Linked DNA regions of Rattus norvegicus: region 2 is linked to region 1. A link is a contact called in public Hi-C data. All regions are on one chromosome and are shown on one strand. Each heading gives the region's core, a stretch centred on a gene start, on an enhancer-like site or on the middle of the called end of the contact. The rest is flanking DNA. Distances are from core to core; before and after follow the strand shown.

Region 1 (4,728 bases), core at 1,820-4,319:
AAAGAGTATTTTAACGGTTTTTAACATGAGCCTTGGTGCCATGTGAATAGCAGTCAGTCGGGTCCTCTCCAGCTTCAGCTAGCCTTTGGCGCTCTAGGAGGCGCGCCAGCCGGGGTCCCACCCGGGTCCAGCCCAGCCCCGCCCCAGTTGGCCGCAGCCGCTGGAGACCTAGGCTAAGCGGCTCGCCCGCCCGAGCAGCTGTGCAGCTGTCTGGGAGCCCAGGAAGTCACACCCGTCTCGCGCCGAGAGCCGAAGCTCCAGCCCACGTGGCGATGGCGAACCCCAGTCGTTGAAGGGAGTGCCTAGCATGATCCCTCCTCCAAATCGGGGTAAGCTTGGGGGTGGGCGGGTGGCTAGCCCAGCTCCGGTAGGCGGGGCCGGACCACCTTTGCTTCTGTAGTTCCTTCCCAGGCCAGCACCAGGCAGGGATGCGCTCGCTATCGTTTTCAGCTTAACAGACACGAAAGTGAGACCAAAATTTTGAAACCAGTTCTTCCGGCTCCTGGCTATTGCATCCATCTGTTTCCCTTTCTTTCCTTTCTCTTTCCGCCTACCCTCCTTTGTCCCATTTTTCCCAAGTGGAAAAACTCCTTTCCTCTGCCTTTAGGCGCCCGCCTTCTCCCCACTTTCCACGTGCAATGCTTGTCCTGGTGTTGAGGAAGTTAAGTTTTGGATGAGGAATGGGGGGTTCTTTTGCAATCGCCTGGAACAGAGCCCTAGCATTGTGTTCGAGGACCCTAGCTAAATTTGCCAAAGCAAGTCCCTTTATTACTTTTCTTAAAGATGAGCAAATTGCACGTCAGGAAACCACAGACCTGACCGACTCTGTCGCCCGCGTTGTTAGTCCACCCAGCAGCAGGCGCCTTCTAGAGCGCCACGGGAAGCCAGGCGGATGGAAAAAAAGGAGCCCGTGTTTTGGGGACGGCTAAATTCCCTTCTTTTTGTCTCCTCCAAACCCCAAGATTCACTTCCCAGATTCTGAAGTGGAAAACTATTAAAAGAGAGCTCCGCTTTCCTCTCTTTGAAGCAAAGGATATGAAAGTGGTTTTCTGGCCCGGTTTTCCGCTTGTGCTGAATTTCTCCATCAGGGGGAGCCCACACCTACTACAAAACTCCATATTCCTAGACATCTGGGTTCTGCTAGTCCGAAACACCCAACTGCAAGCAGATCTTAAGGAGCGCACCGCCCCCCACCCCTTGCTCCTCCCTCTGGGCCTGCCTCCTTGGACAGAGAAGGAAGGGATTTCACACTAGCCATTCATTTGTCAGCCGTGGGGGAGGGGACGCAAAAGCGGAGAGGAGGTAGAAAGGGACGAGAGAAGACAGAGAAGATGGAGCCAGAGAAAGAGACACAAAGATGAGGGGACACGGAGAGCGAGTCTCCACTGCGGGCGTACTTGCAGCGGTACAGCCCTACAGCCTCGGGGGACATTTCTTCCCCTTGCCTCCGGATCCCGAGAACGCGCAGGACATGCGGAGGCGAACGTAGTTGGATCCGAGAGCAAATAGTTTAGGCTATGACATGATTTTCTTTCCACTATTTCTTCTGTCTAACCCCTGAGCGGTCCACGCCCATTGACACCGAGAACAAACCGAGACAACCGGGATGTCCCGGGTCTGCGGGCATTAGAGAAGTCTCTGCAGTGCCCACGCCTACTCGTGGCACTAGGACTCTCTCAGCCAGGGTGTCCCCGGGGAAAACCGGCACGCACTCTCCGCTAGTGGGTAAAGTTGCTCAACTCAAGTGGAGAAATGGGAGCGGGAGAAGATACAGAAGGGAACTGGGGACTGCTGTAATCCAGGCGAGAAGACTAGACCAATTGGTCCCCAACTCGGGTCCCCACGCCACCTTTGTCTGGAAAGTCTCTGGGTCCTGGTTTGCTGGTAAAGATCGGGGGACAAGTCCTCATTTCGCTTTCCAGAGCGAGGGGGGAAATACTGCACACCCCTCCGGTTCGGGGAAAGCTTTCCCGCCCAGGAGCCTCCCAGACCTCTACGGTGTTCCAACAACCCCACCCCCATCCATTGCGCCTTCCCTGCTGGCTCGGGCGCACCACGCGCAGGACAAAAGAACACAGGGGCAACGCGAGAGAGCTTTGACAGCCCCCAAGTCATCAAAGAAACGCAGCCCCAGGACCCAGCCCAACCCCTGCCAGATAACCCTCCACATTGCCTGAGGGGTGGGGTGTGGGGAGGAACGGTCTTGTCCGCGCAGGTCCGGGGCAGCTAAAGTACCTCGCTACCTTGTCAAGAGCTGCCCAGGGGTGGCTTTCCAGGAACCAGAGATACTGACCACACACCAGGAGCCAGGAAGCCAGGTGGTCTGCCCTAAGGTGGTTTCAGGGGCTTGTATTTGGACAAGTTTGGGGAGTCTCCATTCAAACTTTTGCCTCGACCAGTTTAAAGACAACAAAAATCAAGGTGTGAGGAGTCCCTCCCATTCTTCAAACTCCAGATAGCAGGACTTTTCTAGGATTTCTCTACAAAACTCCTTCCCCCCTATTCCGTTCGTTCTTTTCCTCTACCCCACCCCGGACTTCTTTTGTCTAGAGATTTTTCAGCACCAGGGTCTATCTGAATTCCTCTCTTTAACAAGCCTCTTTCAAAGTTACCTTCACGTTTCAAAGTGCGAACATTTTCTTAACTTCTCCTTAGGGCTAGTCCTCTTGGCTTTAATTAAAGCCCTCCTCCGATTGTAATGTACGTCTTTTCCCCCCACTAAGCTGGGCGGTTTTCGTTTCCCAACAAGTTTTCCTCCCTTTCTTTTAAATGGGGGAACAAAAGAAATGTGATTACCTTGAAAGGCGGCTTACTGCAGTTTGGGGGGGAGATTCACTGCTGAGCTGTGAGAATGGGCTCCGCGTTGCCCCGGCAGATCACATAGGAAGCGCGGTGGCCTGGGGAAGGATGCGGCGAGTGCGGGACAGAGCTGGAGAGGAGGGAGGATGCGCAGCTCGCGGCTGATCCCGGTTCCGGCGCCGGTCCTCAGCACCTAATGCTCGCAGCTGCTGCGCCCGCGCGCCTTGAGTTCTTCACCCAGAAAGGCTCGGGGCAGCTCGCCTGCAAGTTCAAATGCGGGTTGTGACACCCACCGTCATTATATCACTGTACCGTCAGAGCTGAGGAGGAGACTCAGCAAGAAGGAGGAGGGAGAGGAGGAGGGTTCATTCACAGGCTCCTGAAGCGCTCTGCAGCTCCAGCCACTCCAAAGAGCCCTGGCTTGGAAACAGGCGGAGGGGCGGAAAGGAGCTCCCAGAGCCTGCGGTAGGGACCGCCTGCCTCCCTCGCCAGGCACTCCCACCTCTCAGCTTTTCTTCCTGATGAGAAGTACCAATCGGCTGGGGGGGAAATCCGTGCTCCTCATTCGGCGACTCGGTACCACCTCGCTGTGCAGTCTTAAACAACTGCCTTCCCAGCCTTCCCCACCCGACCCCCCTCTTCCCCGCCCTGCGCTGCTACTTCTGAATTAGGGGGAGGGAGTCCCCAGCCTCTGGTGCGGCCCGCAAGCATGGAGCAATTAAGTATGGTCAGTTCTTAGTAGCGGACCGGACTATATAAAATCAGCCAAGAACTTGCATATAATGTGTTTTTGTGACCACGGAGCTTGTTCATCCCACCAGAAGAGGTGTCAGGATCAACGCTCCTGCCAACCTGAAAGAGATACTGAGAAAGTGAGATCCGAGCCCCAGGGAGACGCAAAAGCATTTCGTGGCTGCTCTCCCTAGGAAACTGCCCAATGGGGAGCCCGCGGCATCAGGCCCTACACAAAGACCCTGGCAATAAAGGACTGGACAGGAAATCCCCCCAGGCAACCCCTTGTCCCATTCAAAGAGAATCCTTTCTCTGACACAAATCCGCATCTTTCCTTAAATGTACTTCGCTTCCTTCCTTCTTCCACCCCTCTGTCACAGGATCTCTTGGAGAATTTTCTGCCTAATTCAGATTTCTTAGACTTATCAATGTTTCCATTTTGTCAGTAAACCGAATCTTTCATGTTCGCATTTTTTTTCCTACTCAGGCTTGTCCATAGATGTAAACAACATCAATATAGAGAAGCATACCCTTCACTGAATCACAAAAGACTCCATTAGGGCCTTAAAGAGCAAAGGGTCAAACAGTTAATACAAAGGATTTCTGCCCCTCAGAAAAGGGTGACTTTGAATTTTCTGTTACTTTGAAGTCTAGTATGATTTTATGCAGAGAGGACAAAGTAAGTTCGAAAGACATGTCAAAGTAACTCTCCGGGTACTGAAACAATTACAAACTTCTCCTCCTACACCAATATGGAAATATCCTTGTAATTATTGGCTCTGGATGTTTTGCTTAGAAAATTACATCAAGCACAGGGCTTGAGAAACGGTAGTGATTAACGCAGAAAGTTTGTCTTTACTCTGGATTTCTTTAATTAGATTGGCTACAACCACAGTTGTAAACTCATAACCTAGACTCCTCAGCATGTGGATTTTTTCCCCAAAGGTTTATAGATCCAATATAATGATAGATCTTAAGTGACAAACTTGTGGTAGATTTGTCAATATAATTTCATATCGGATGTGTATTTCATGTACCCTTTAAGGCAGCACTCACAAGAATGAGCGACATAACTATGCTATGGGCCATTTAGAAATCAGTTTGGCTTAACCTTTATGCAATGATTATGCTGCCATTACTAAAATTGAAATCTCATCCTACTTATTGTTTAGAGTGGAAGCCACATCTTGACAACAG
Region 2 (5,132 bases), core at 192-2,691, 340 kb after region 1:
GCTATGTTACATGAATATCATAAATAATATACACACATGTCCAACTTTACCTCCTGATACCATGTACTTCTATGAATATCTCAACAATTAACAAGTTATTTGCTACTATTCAGAAACTGAGATATATAAGAAACTATGGCCTAAATTATCCATAAGTACAACAAACCAATTGCTATCTTCAACAACCTTAGCCTCCCTTTCTCTTTACTAGAGCCTGAAGCATAGCCTCATGAAGAAAGGTCAACCTTAAGTGTCAAACGGAGCTGAAGTACATATTTTCTACAACTACATTGGAACATTTATGTTTAGTTAACTTAAATACTATTTTTGAGATTATTCAATGACAATCATTTCCTATTGGACTAATCTCCAGCCCCCCACTAAAATACTCAAAGAAACATCCCTTCTTCTTCTACAGTCTGCTGATACCACTCAGATGCAGATCCTTACTTTGAGTATTGGACCAACGAATATAGCAATTGAGTATACCTGATTTTAAAAATGATGTTATGATTTCAAGCAAAATCTTGGATGCCATGCAGTAATAAACAACAATCACATATAACATAGCACTGAGTAAAAATATTGTGATGCCATAAGCGCTGGATTCTCATGATTCAGCTAAATAGAGCTCAGAAATCAGCATGTCACATCAGTGTCCTTCACTAATGTTTTCTATTTATCTTTTAGGTCATTATGTAACATTGGGTAACATTCTGAATAAAAACTAGAACCATATTGCGGGAGGGGGGGCAATTATTTAAACACATAATTTTGATATACTAGGAACAGTGAGGAAAGTGATGGACTTCAGAATCATTCCAAGAACTCATATAAAATTGAACACATCAGATTACACCTTCCTCGTATCTACAAAACTCATAAAGAAAACCAGAAGTGAAAGAGTGTCTCACCCAGTGGTTTTATACTAGCCAATTCTTCCCCTTAGGAATGGGCCATTCCTTTCCAGTAGCTACCAGAGTTCTTTCCCTCTGCCCAGGGCCTAGAATGTCTAACTAAGACCCGGATTCAGAGTGTCCAAAAGGGAGGGGGGCCAGCAAAGTCCAGTATTGGGTGGTGGGAGGGGGTGGTGGATCATCATATAGAACGCAGCCTTCTGAATACAAATCTACATCACACAGCAACACGGCCTATTTCCAATGAGCCTCTCACTACTGAAAATTCCACGAGACACAAAAAGAGAAAGTTAGGAGGGAGCCCAACAGGTGCTCACCTTGGGGAAATCTGATATCCACAAACAAAAGGCTCAGGGGTCACAGACCGGGTGAAAAACACGCACAGAGCAGCTTTAAAGCTAAGATCCGAGAACTACAGGAGGTTGACATAGAAAGAAAAGACGAGGAAAGCGCAAGAAAAATAGCACTGCTAGTGGAAAGACACCACAGCCACTTCCGGGCCCTACCTCTCAGTGACTCCACTTCCGGTCTTTTAAAAAAAATTGTGGACACCCAGCTTTAAACCTGGGCGCCCAATGAGAGAATCCGCTAATACCGTGGTTTGTAAGTAGTAGACCAAGCCCCACCTCTTCCGGTAACAGAAGCCTATCACGGACTCCGAATGGCGCGGCATGGGCGGAGGCACTGCGATAGGCCCAACCGGACCGCTGGAGCGAGCGGGAAGCGCAGCGGGCGTGCATCCTCTTCCGCCCCGGCCCGGAAGGGTGATGTGGCTGGACCAGCACCGGCCTCACTATGGTAAGAACATGCGCTGCCTGGCCGCGGTTGAGTTTCTCGGAGGGGCCGCGGCTCGCGCGGGGCGGCGGGGATGGTGCGGGCGCTGTGGGGCGCGGGAGCCCTGGCTCTAGTGTGATTCTCCCGGGACCCGAGGGTGCACAGCCCGGGAGTCATGCGGCCCGGGATGCTCAACTTGGAGCATCAGGCCAACAGACCTAGGAAGAGCCCGGGTGATGGAGTCGGCCCCTCGCAAAGAGGCCGACTTGCTACGTTGTTTAGTGGAATTGCGGTGGTATTCCACTAAACCGATTGCGACCAGTTACAAATATCTGTACGGATGATATCCACTTTGAAAATGCTGGATTCCCCGTTTCCACTTTTCCCCTTTGTTATGTGTTACGTGTGTCACCCCAACCTGTATCTTTAAATAGTAATGAATGGATTGTCGCTTTTCTTAACACTAATCCTACCCTTTCCGTTTTACCTGTTGAAGCAATGTTGAGGTAGAGCCCCTCCCTCATTGTTCTTTCAATTCTAATGACGCTTCTTTGTAAAGGAAGGTTTTTAATGGTTTCACTTTTCCTACCAAGGTGTGTCTGCCTTGTAGGAGCTTAACCACCACCCTCATTGGGAGTTCCTATGTGTGGTGTTATGAATTCTTTAATAGTGTAGACCTCAGAAGGCTTGCACTGTAAATCACAAACAGCAGCAAAGGTCAGGACAAGGAAGAGAAAGTCCCTGTGGCCAGGGCATAGATAAAAGTAGACATTAGTAATAAATCATTAAAACTTTGTGCATCTTATCAGTGTTAGGGTAAATGCCAGATCTCCCTGCACTGCCACTTTGGTGAGTTTAGAAGCTATTTATAACCATATTTCTAGAGAAAGCATGTTTGTATTATCTCAAAAACAGCCAGGACGCCCCCGCCCCCACTAGACACCACACTGTACAGTAAGAAGATACTGAATTTGAGTTCCCAGAAGTGTCTTGAGAATCTCCTATAGCCTTGATCAAAAGCTCAAGTAGTCCTTCCTGCTTTCTTGACAGTGATGTACGTGTAGGCATTTATATTTAATCATATGTTGGAATTTCCTTCCTGCGCAAGATTAGCACCTTGTAAAGGAGGTAGCCTTTATATGTTTGTTGTATATATTTGTTCTCTGGGTAAGGATTTTATTATCCATTGTAACCTTTTTTTTTCTCTCTACTGCAGAATAATATATACTTGGTCAAAAAGATGCTGTTAATAAGCTGTTAGGAAACTTGAAAAATTGCTTTCTTGCCTAATTACCTAGAAACAAATAGAATCACTTTGCTCTTAGAAGGAGTCAAAGGTACATGTTTCATCCTCTCCTACTTAGGAAAAATCAAGTTAATTTAAAATGGGCAGTATTTTAACTTGTTCCAAAAATAACAAGCTTTAGTTATTAGTACTTGTTATGTACAAGTTCTATTTTAAAGATGCAGTTTCTAAGCGTTTTGCTTTAAACTCCTGACTTCTGAGATACTTGCTGGTAAAGAAAGTGGAAAGTAGGGGCCTGATTTGCCTAGGATAACACACCTGGTAAGTACAGCCAGGCCTCAGGTTTAGCTTATGTGTCTCTCTCTGAAAGGCTAACCAGAAAAGTGGTGGTGTGTTCACGGCAGATGTGCCGGTTTCTGCTCCAGATTTTTAAATCTATGATCTGTTGAATTTGCGGGTGTGTAACTGGAAATGGAAGGTTAGAGGGAAAATTCTTTGTATTCTTGTATGTATAGAATGGCTTTGGAAGGATGTGTGAAAGTATTAAATCTGTTTTACTTTTTTTAAGTGTTGTAAGGAAAAAAGCTGTATGCAGTGTTTCATTACGGTTGTTACTGGCCATGAGTTACATGTGTAAAATATTAAGTGAAGTGCCCAAAATAATATTGATTATAAGGTACGGATTAATCTTAGCAGCTCTGTTTGTCATTATATTCTGTCCTTTCACCTAGTCAAAGGTGCCATTCATCACACAGGAAATCCAAGAAAGGTTTGCGAGAGTAAAGTTAAAATGACACATTTTTTACCATAATTTTTGTTTTATTAGGAGTAAAAATGACAGTAGAAAAGCATGTGTCTTTAGCATAATAAAAATAAATATGACGTTATGAAAGTGTTCCATGAACTTCACTCTGAAAACCCTTGTATAAGGTTAATAGGATAAGGTAATGTGAATATATTATTGATCTTCTCTCAGAGTGCTTAAGAGCAATAAATAAAGATTGTAGTTTCTTTATAGTTTCAGTCTAAATTTTGAGGATTGTTTTTTAAAGCATTGAATGATTCTAGTGAGTAACCAGGGATTACATGTCAGGTACCCAGTATTTAGTTTTTCTCTTGTATCAAACAACCTATATTTTATTTATTTTTTTTTCTTGATCGCAAAGCACATTTTTTTCATGTAGGATTTGCTTTTTTCCCTTCAGGGTATCTTTTTAATCATTTTGTCAAGGTATATAGAGAATTCATTTTTTAAAAACTACTAATCAAGTACTGGTCCCACCTTTGGACTAGATAACTACTGAGACTGCAAGAGAGTTCTGAACTCTGAACTTGACTCATAACCAAAGTTCTGTAGTGAACTGTAAGTAGATAAGGTCTTTATACACTTGTGAAACAGGACCAGTTAGATCAGATGCAGCTGACAAGAAAAGTTCATTTATTCAACGATAAATTTATGTTTTAGGTAATCCAGAATGTGTAATAGACTCTGGTCCTGAAAGACAGGTTATGTGTTCAGTCAGTTTTGGTCACTTGTAATTAGTGTGTTTTTGTATTTATTTGCAGGCTAAAATTTATCACTATTTCTGTGGTTCTCATTTTTAAAAGATAATAGTACATAGAAACTTCTATCTGATAAAATCTAGTTCGAAAATGCTGACCTCACTTAGGTTTGTAAATCATAAAATGTTGACCCATTTTTCAAGTGTGCTGTAAATTTTACCATAATTAAGTTAAGGGTGTTGACTCTGTTCTCCTGAGATAAGAATAAACTACTTTACTTTTATGTAAAACAAACAAGTATATATTAGTAAGTAAAAATGTTACTAGCTAGTGTTTTTAATTTTTGTCTTTGGTTTTTAACTCTTAATTTTAAAGTGAAGTTGAGTTAAACTGGAGAAATTAATGTCAGTAAAAATATTTTACATGTGAGCAATAAACATTTGAAGCCCTGAGACAATGTTATTCACAAAGGACCTCTTACTCAGCGAGCAAGGTAAACATTTTGTATTGCTGATACTAAAGATGAATCTTCATGGTGCCAAAGCGATCCGATACTAATGAAAATACTAAGTTACGACACTACCCTTTCTGTTGATTAAGTCTTGTCAATAACCAATCATTGAAAGTGAAAGGTACCTATGGGGGGGGGTGTTGTTTTGTTTTTTGTTTTAATTTTTGTACTTGTTTATTGT

Evidence for each region. A called contact is a pair of places that touch in the nucleus more often than the background predicts.
Region 2: a Hi-C map of the A7r5 cell line shows a contact between it and region 1, with 4 times the contacts expected there. The contact joins the promoter of Xrcc4 here to the promoter of Vcan in region 1. A contact is called at or near these places in 3 of 12 Hi-C or Micro-C datasets (the A7r5 cell line, Schwann cells and mammary epithelial cells) and 1 of 1 datasets of contacts at active chromatin or transcription factors (oligodendrocytes).

The regions. Positions count from the first base shown.
Region 1 is chr2:22,592,788-22,597,515 of GRCr8, forward strand. Vcan (versican) reads right to left here and starts at 3,070. Exons shown (of 15, transcript NM_001170558.1): 1 at 2,797-3,070.
Region 2 is chr2:22,931,372-22,936,503 of GRCr8, forward strand. It overlaps Xrcc4 (X-ray repair cross complementing 4), which reads right to left and starts at 1,442. Exons shown (of 8, transcript NM_001006999.1): 1 at 1,424-1,442. Tmem167a (transmembrane protein 167A) reads left to right here and starts at 1,656. Exons shown (of 4, transcript NM_001399682.1): 1 at 1,656-1,715. The coding sequence starts at 1,713.